Regions from separate parts of the Zea mays genome. Here region 2 is linked to region 1. A link is a contact called in public Hi-C data. All regions are on one chromosome and are shown on one strand. Each heading gives the region's core, a stretch centred on a gene start, on an enhancer-like site or on the middle of the called end of the contact. The rest is flanking DNA. Distances are from core to core; before and after follow the strand shown.

Evidence for each region. Hi-C and Micro-C count contacts between places; a contact is called where the count stands out from the background.
Region 2: a Hi-C map of ear shows a contact between it and region 1, with 2.2 times the contacts expected there. The contact joins the promoter of LOC103635029 here to the promoter of LOC100194176 in region 1. A contact is called at or near these places in 3 of 25 Hi-C or Micro-C datasets (ear, leaf mesophyll and tassel).

The regions. Positions count from the first base shown.
Region 1 is chr8:30,070,537-30,074,676 of Zm-B73-REFERENCE-NAM-5.0, reverse strand. It overlaps LOC100194176 (Beta-amylase 3 chloroplastic), which reads right to left and starts at 1,475. Exons shown (of 4, transcript NM_001139224.1): 1 at 859-1,475. The coding sequence starts at 1,352.
Region 2 is chr8:30,714,615-30,718,689 of Zm-B73-REFERENCE-NAM-5.0, reverse strand. It overlaps LOC103635029, which reads left to right and starts at 2,130. Exons shown (of 14, transcript XR_004851935.1): 1 at 2,130-2,283; 2 at 3,954-4,075. It overlaps LOC100381574, which reads right to left. Exons shown (of 4, transcript XR_002264656.2): 3 at 1,962-2,065.

The DNA of each region.
Region 1 (4,140 bases), core at 226-2,725:
AGGTCGAGTTTTTTTAGATTTCTCTGCTTTAGACCTTAATTGTAGCCTTATTGTTGGGTGCACACGTGTGTAAGGGAAGCACTTCTCTTCAATGTAATGCGAGCGGTATCAGTGCAATGCGGTCATGCTTAGCATGGCAATCTGTGATGTTTAGATAGGGAATCCATGAGCAAGCATGCTCATTACCATTTAGCGGTGTATAGAATACCAGTGCTAAACGATAGCAGTAAATAAAATCCAACTATTTTATAGGCATTGCATTACATACATCATGAGCTAAAATAACAAATCATAGATCGTGAGCGTCGACAAATAATGGAATTTTTTTACTAAATGCTCTGTGCCACATAGCACCGCAAAAGTGCATGTCGCGTGTAGCTAATGATATAACCACAATTACCAATAAATTCGGTCAATTCTGAAGAGAAACCAGATCGCCACACAAATAGTTACACAACCTAGCAAAATAGTTATGAATTGAATTGGTCATCAATCTTCAAGTTGGGCAGCAGTCAGCAGATGTGTTCAACTCCACCACGATGTGAATTTAAGTTTAAATGATGAGCTGACCATACTTGCATGGCCCATAGACATTAGCAATTAACAACTGCGCATAGCATTATACCACCGAGAAGTATAAATGCAGCCTTTTTTATCTACAATTTGTTCCAAAGAAGTGAGTTTCCACATGCACCCCGTCCACATGTGTTCAACTCTGAAGCATATACGTGTACTACTGTACGTATAGTTGAACCTAACAAAAGGAAGTGAAGAGCATAGCAGAGGGTGGGACGGGGGAGAAAAAAAGAGGGATCTTCGTAGGAGCTGATGATGAAGGCAAGGGGTGGAGAGACGCACCAGGGCGGGTCATGTGGTCCGGCGCCGCACTGGTGGAAGGCGAGGATGGCGCGCACGCGGAGGCCGTGGCGTCGGGCCATGGCGGCGAGCTCGAGGTAGCCGGCCCAGTCGTACTCCCCGGGGCGGTGGCGCTCGATGACGCCCCACCAGAGCTCGACGGCGATGCCCGCGACGCCGGCGGCGGCAAGGGCGGCGAGCGAGGCCCCCATGGCTCGGCGGCGCGCGACGCGGCCCCCCGGGCCGACGACGTCGGCTGGGAGCGTGACGTAGACGGGGGCCCCCGGGGGCGCGGCGGGCGGGGGAAGCGGCGAGACGTGGAGGATCTCGCCCCCGCCGCCGCTGCTGCTGCCGGCTGCGCCCGGGAAGGAGGAGGAGGAGGATGGGCGGAAGCGGGAGGACGGGGACGAGGAGGCGGCGAAGCGGATGAGTGGCGCGCGGCGGCGGCATGAGGTGGAGGCCGGATGAGGGGCCGGCGGCGCGGTAATCGCCGCCATTGGAGAAAGACAGGAGAGTAGGAGGCGAGGGAGGGGAGAGGGAGGCGCCTCCCCGGCTCAGCCTCTGCCGCCAGAGGCTGAGGGAACTGTGTGTGGTTGTCCCTCTCCGCCACGATCAGCGACTTCTACTGGGTGGTGTGGTTGGTTTTCGGTTTCGGCCGCCTTCACTTTCCTCTTTCCAGAGTTGAAACTCTGCTCGTCCCTCCTGAGTCCTGAGAAATTGTGTGTCAGCCGTTCCTCCTCGCCATGCGTTTTGGTATGGTTGCCTCTCTCTATTCTTTTCATTTCATCGCTCCAAACAACATCAGTTCTGGGCTATTTATCATGGCAACGACTATTATGCAAGCAGTTACTATGTGCAAGTGTGTAAACAGCTTTTTTGATCCGTTAGATCTAGATCCAGCCGTATGTGTAACCGTGGTTTGTTAGGGTTTTTTTTATAAAACTACACGAGATGGTAGTGAGAGGATTTAAATGCTAAATATAGCATACAGTTAGATCAAGATCTAACGGACTAAAAGATCTGCTTGTACGCTTGCACATAATGGCTGCTTGCATATTAATCGTTGCCATTTATCATCGGTTATTTTATTTTTAAACTAAAACGTAATAAATAAAAAAACAAAGAATATAACTCTTAGTACATATTATACGGAGTCACAGACCTAATGAAGTTCAGACCTAATGAAGTTCTAGTGCACCATCTAGGACTAAAAAATAAGTTTGAGGCTCGTGAGCTGGCTCGAGATTGAACCGACTCGCGAGTCTCAAGAAGAGTCGAACCTAAATTTTAGGCTCGTCGGGGAATGAGCCGAGTTGTTCTGACTGCGTCAATTATACTGAATTAATTAATTTATAGAATCAGTTGTTCTGACTGCGTCAACTGTACTGAATTAATTAATCTATAAAATCATAATGGATTATCGATTCATTTCTTAGACTTTAATGATAAAATAGATAACAATTAAAATTTTCAATTGCTTATAATATTGAATAATGATATTATATTTCATATTTAAATAATATTAATTTAATATATAATATAATTATATTTATCAAAGTGTGGCTCGCACCGAGCCAAGCCAGCACACGATCGAACTTTGAGCCAAGGCGAGCCTCATCCTTGAGCTCGTGTTGTAGACGAGCCGAGCTCGGTTCTACTCGTTTCTAGCTCTAACCATCCCCCTCTCACCTCTGCCACATTAACTCTCAACTCCACTCTCGTCCCTGCTACTCCAATGTATAGTCTGCAGCAGGCTACATCCTCAGTCTATAGCCACACCAACTTTTTTATTTTAAAATTAATTAACTCACGCAGATTTATTTCAATGATCAGAAATCACACAACATAATATTTTTTGTCGAATTAAAAATTATAAAGTGTATAATAATTAAAATATAATTACATGATGATTTAAAGACTACATAAATCTAATTTTCCTTCTCTTCAAGTTCTGCTTCCGGATCCTCTTCTTCGTCATCTACCAGGCCAAGTTCTTTTTGACCATCTTTACAACCTTAGCATGAGTACGTCTTTCAGTTGGGTCCATATCCCTGGTTGATCGGCCCATCAGGATGTTCTATTGCTTCAAAAACTTGGCCTTCACTAATCAACTCTAGAAGTTCTTTATTTTGAATGCTTCACTTGTTGATCTGCTGCTTCCTTCCCTTTCCCCTTTTGTCTTTGTCTTTCTATGATAGCTCGGAAGAAGAAGAAATTCTACAAGAAGAAGAAAGATGGTAAAGCCTACCTAGTTGAATGGGATTCGGATGCTAGCTCGGATGATGATGATGATGATGATGACACCTCATCCAAGCTTAATGCCAGAATTGCCATCAAGGAAGCCCCTTCACTTTTCTCATCCCCTCATTGTCTCATGGCAAAGGGAGATGCTAAGGTGAACTACAAGGCGGGAGGGAATCATTGGGTGTTGGATAGTGGATGCACTTAACACATGACCGGAGATATGAAAATGTTCACCCAAATGAGTGTGGAAGATTGCTCAAGTTATGATAGTATCACATTTGGAGATAATCGCAAAGGAAAGGTTAAAGGTTTGGGTAAAATTGCTATTTCAAATGATCATTCCATATTAAATGTGCTCTTGGTTGAGTCTTTGAATTTTAATTTACTATTCGTAGCTCAATTATGTGATCTAGGATTTAGTTGCAATTTTACAGTTGATGATGTTATTATCTCTAGTGTTGATGGTAGCAATCTCAAGTTTAAAGGATTTAAATATGAAAATCTTTATCTTGTTGATTTCTCATCTAGTGAGGCAAAGCTCACAACTTGTTTATTCTCAAAAGCTTCACTAGGTTGGTTATGGCATGGAAGACTTGGTCATGTTGGAATGAAGCAACTCAACCGTTTAACCAAACATGACTTAGTTCGGGGCTTGAAAGATGTGAAATTTGAGAAGAACAAATTGTGTAGCTCTTGTCAAGCCGAGAAGCAAGTGACAAATACTCATCCAAATAAGAGTCAAATGTCTACTCATCGGCCTTTAGAATTACTTCACATGGATTTATTTGGGCCAACATCTTTTGTGAGTATTGGCGGAAATTCCTATTGCCTTGTGATTGTGGATGATTATTCTTGATTCACTTGGGTTTACTTTCTTCGGGATAAATCTAATGTGTTTGAAACATTCAAGTCATTTGCTATATTGGCTCAAAACCAATTTGATTTTGATATCAAGAAAGTTAGAAGTGATAATGGGTCGGAATTAAAAAATGCTAGAATTGATGAATATTGTGATGACAAGGGTATTAAAAATGAATTTTC
Region 2 (4,075 bases), core at 881-3,380, 640 kb before region 1:
AGGCTCTCCAACTCCACCCATCTCTCTGCATGCTCCTCCAGTGAAAGGTCATGTGCTCTCAAGAAAGTCACCCCCGGGTGGTCTGGGATCTCTAGGCTCGGTCAAACCTTGCATTGAACTTAGGGATGGCAATTTAATCCATGGATTTGGATATCCGTCGGATATCTGACTCGACGGATCAGGATATGGATATGTTTTTTGACCCATGGGTTAGACTCGTATCCGATCCGAGATAAAGTGGGCATGGATTTGGATATTAAACATCACCCGCGGGTAATCCGTTGGATATCCGAAATTAACCATTACTGTTGGCCCACACATGGGCACCAATGAACAAATCGCCAACCCACCATTGAGCCCAGCCGCCAGCCCACCAAGGCACCATTCAGCCAAAGTGCCAAACGCCCAACCCAAACCCTAATCCCCTCAACCCTCATTCGGTCATCCCCTGCCCAGCCCCCAGCCACCGAGCACGTGCAGGCAGCAGGCTGCAGCCTTGCGTTCGACGTTCCTGGCTCCTCGCCCCAGCGGCTCAGCCCCCAGGCGGCCAGCAGGAGCACGACGCGTCGCCCAGCAGGAGCATGACGCCCACGGGATGAACATGATCATGATTCCACCAGGATGAACATTGATTTAACCATTTATCGAATCTGATCATTGATTTAACCATTTAGCTATTTTGTTGTTTGCCAGGATGAACATGATTCTACTATCATTGACTAAAAAAATTCAAACATAGCTACTATAGCGCTAGCTCAAGTGCTCAACACTACACTCGGATCAGAATCAGAAGGCAAAAGGTTGAAGACCAAAAGTAGACATGTATTTGTTGTCATCTATTTGTTTTCATGTTGAGACATGTAGACATGTATTTTTGTCATGTTAAGAATGTTGCTTGTTGAAGGACATGTATATTTCTTTAAATTTTTTATTAAATTTTAAGTTGTGTATGATGTTGAATTGGGAAGAAATTTGATTAATTATGTTATTCAATTGCTGAAAATGGTTCTTTTTCATATCCGATAGATATCTAATGGATATCCAAAACCCGATGGACATGGATATAGATATGAATTTCTACCCGCAGGTATAGTCGCGGGCGGATATTGTCTATGACTGTGGATTTGACTACGGGCGGATATTTCCAATATCCGACCCGACCCGACCCGTTACCATCCCTAATTGAACTAAAAAGCTCGCCCTCCGATGATGTTGAATCGAGCATCTACAAACACCAGTCCAAGCTGAACCAGATTACCTCCATTCACATATGCCAGGACTTGCCTATAGTGTGCGTCAGATGTGCTGGGCTCCAAAGGCTCTCCAGTTACGCCATCGGGCACACAGAATTCGGAGTCCAGTCCAATGTAGCGCAATTGTTTGTCTGATCCTTCCTCTGCAGCTGCATCCAGTAGTGTGCCAATCAGTGCACACATCTCCGTCATCATGTCCTGCTAGATATTGTTGATGATCAATTGTGGAACCCCGTCAGCCCTCTGCTGCTGGTGGTGGTGGTGGAACTGAGACTCCTGCTGTGTAACCTCCCAGAGCTGTTGTTGATGCTGGAGCTGAGCCTGCTGGTCTGCAGCCCCCAGGATCTGTTACCGCTGATGCTGCACACCCTCTAAGATCTGATACCGATGCTGCAACTATGTCGGCTGGTATGGCATTGGCTGTGCCACCGCTACACCACCGGGCACAAGGTAGTAAGGGGGTCGCATCGTGCCATCGTGGACTGCGCCACCATGGCCGCATGCTGATCCCAGCTGGTGGCACCCTACCCAAGAACTGCAGCAGTGAACGGAAGCACTGAACGAACAAGAAGATGACGCCCGATCAACCAGACGACCCAATCCAACAGAAACATATAATGGGAATGGTGATCAACCATACAACGCATAAAAAGATGAGATTGCAAGAAACAAGTCGCAAATAATACTATAGAGGAGTAGAGGACTCACCTGAAACAAAATACGGAGGGTACTGAGGAAATTGCATCGTGGGCTGCGCCACCACGGCTCTATGCTGATCCCATTCCCATCCGTGGGCCCCCTCTGTCCAGGAACTGCAATAAGAACACGACGCCCGATCAACCATCGACAACCCAACACAAGAAAATGCAATGGAAACGCCAATCGACCAAGATCAACAATGCAAGAAAAAAACGGTGAAAGTAACTTGCAAGAAACAACAAAATTCAGTCAGATATGTCGCCTAACAAGGAACTACACTAGCGCAAGCATACAGAGGACTCACCAAGATATCTTTACTACTATGAAGAAGGTAAGAGGTAGGCTGCCATTACTGATTCTGCCATTCTCATTCCTGTTTCTACCGTTCTCATTCCTATTCTCATTCCCGATTCTGTCTCCACCCCCGATGCCCCTCCCCCGCGTAACCCCCATGGCTCACCGCACCACACGAAACCTCCGATCCCACGACCTCGACGACGGCCATGGCCGGCAAGCAGATGCAATACCGTGCCCCAACTCGCCCCGCACGTCGCCCATCCTGTCACCCCCACGCGATGGCCGCGACTCCGCGAGACAACCGCTGTCCGCCCCCACCACCCTCCCCCGTGACGCCCTCTCCCATGACGCTTTGTGCGCGTGAGTCTGCGACTGCCGACAGTCGTCGCCGTACTGGAGCCCAATCTGCTGGCTCCCCCTCGACCTCACCACCATGCCCCCATCGGACCCCGTCGCGCCGTGCGTGGCGGCGCCGGTGATGGACGCGGCGTTGCTAGCCGTCATCGTCCCGCCTCGACGTTCGATCCGTGCTCACCACGGTTGGTGCTCGCACGCAATGTGGCGTGGCGAGGTTACTGCGGGCGTCGCGGAGGTGGAGGGGGAAGGGGAGGACGAGGGCACGGGCAAGAGAGCGCATCGCGGTGGACGGTCTCGTGAGTGAGTGCTGCTGCCTGCCCCTCTCTCTCTGTCTGCGTTCTCCTGGTGCTGCTCTCCCTCTCCTCCCCTGCTTCGACCTCCCGCCTTTCCCCGCCGTTTCTTGGATTTCTAGGATCCAGACAACCGCCCTTGTGAGCCTGCCTTCCTGCCTACTACCTGCGTACGTACAGGAGGGACCTTGGGTGATCCGGGTGCTTGGTTTCTTGGTTCTGCGGCTTTCGCTGCTGTTGGATTTGCCGAGTCGGAGCCACCGGAGATGACCGTCGACGAGCTGAAGCTGCAGGCAAGGGCCAGCGGCGGCCACGGCCTAAGGACCAGTTCCCCGTCGGCATGCGCGTGCTCGCCGTCGACGACGACCCGACCTGCCTCAAGGTCCTCGAGAACCTCTTGTTCCGCTGCCAGTACCATGGTACTTCCCTGTATGCTTGGTTTCCTACTCTTCTCATCGGATTGTATATACATCCTGCCGTTCTTTTTCACCTTTATTGTCCCCGATTCGGCTCTTCGGTTTGGTTTTATTTAGTTTCCGTTGTTCGCGTACCAACTATCAAGAAGTCTATGGAGATATTTGGGTTGCTGTTTTTGCATTTTTTTCATCACATAAATAGCAACCCCGACTTTATGCGCCACCCCCACTTCATCCTCCTCCTGTTGTTTTCACCATGAAATATTTTTTGCCATGTAATGTCATGTCAGGCTCAGTTTCATCTTCTTTCTTCTGCAAATAATAATCGGGTTTGACTCTGCCGATCCGATTTTATTTGTACCATGCGCTGGCACACGGCTATATTTAGAACAATCTTATCTTCCAAAGCTTTTCCAACCGCCAGCTGCGCGATTTATGTACACTTGTGTGTCCTGCAATTTCTGGCTGTCCATTTCCGATCTCCACCGTGGTCTGGTTTTGTTCAACGTAAGGAAAAAAATCGTTCTCGCTAACTTTCCTCGGAGTCGAGTGATTCCACATGTATAATGTGTTCCTCCGGGGGGCTTTGACTTGTATACAGCTATACATGCGCTGAACTGTCCGGATTTGTGATGTCGCAGTGACAACAATGGGACAGGCAGCCACGGCCCTGAGCTGCTGAGGGAGAAGAAGGACCAGTTTGACCTTGTGATCAGCAACGTCCACATGCCGGACATGGACGGCTTCAAGCTCCTCGAGCTTG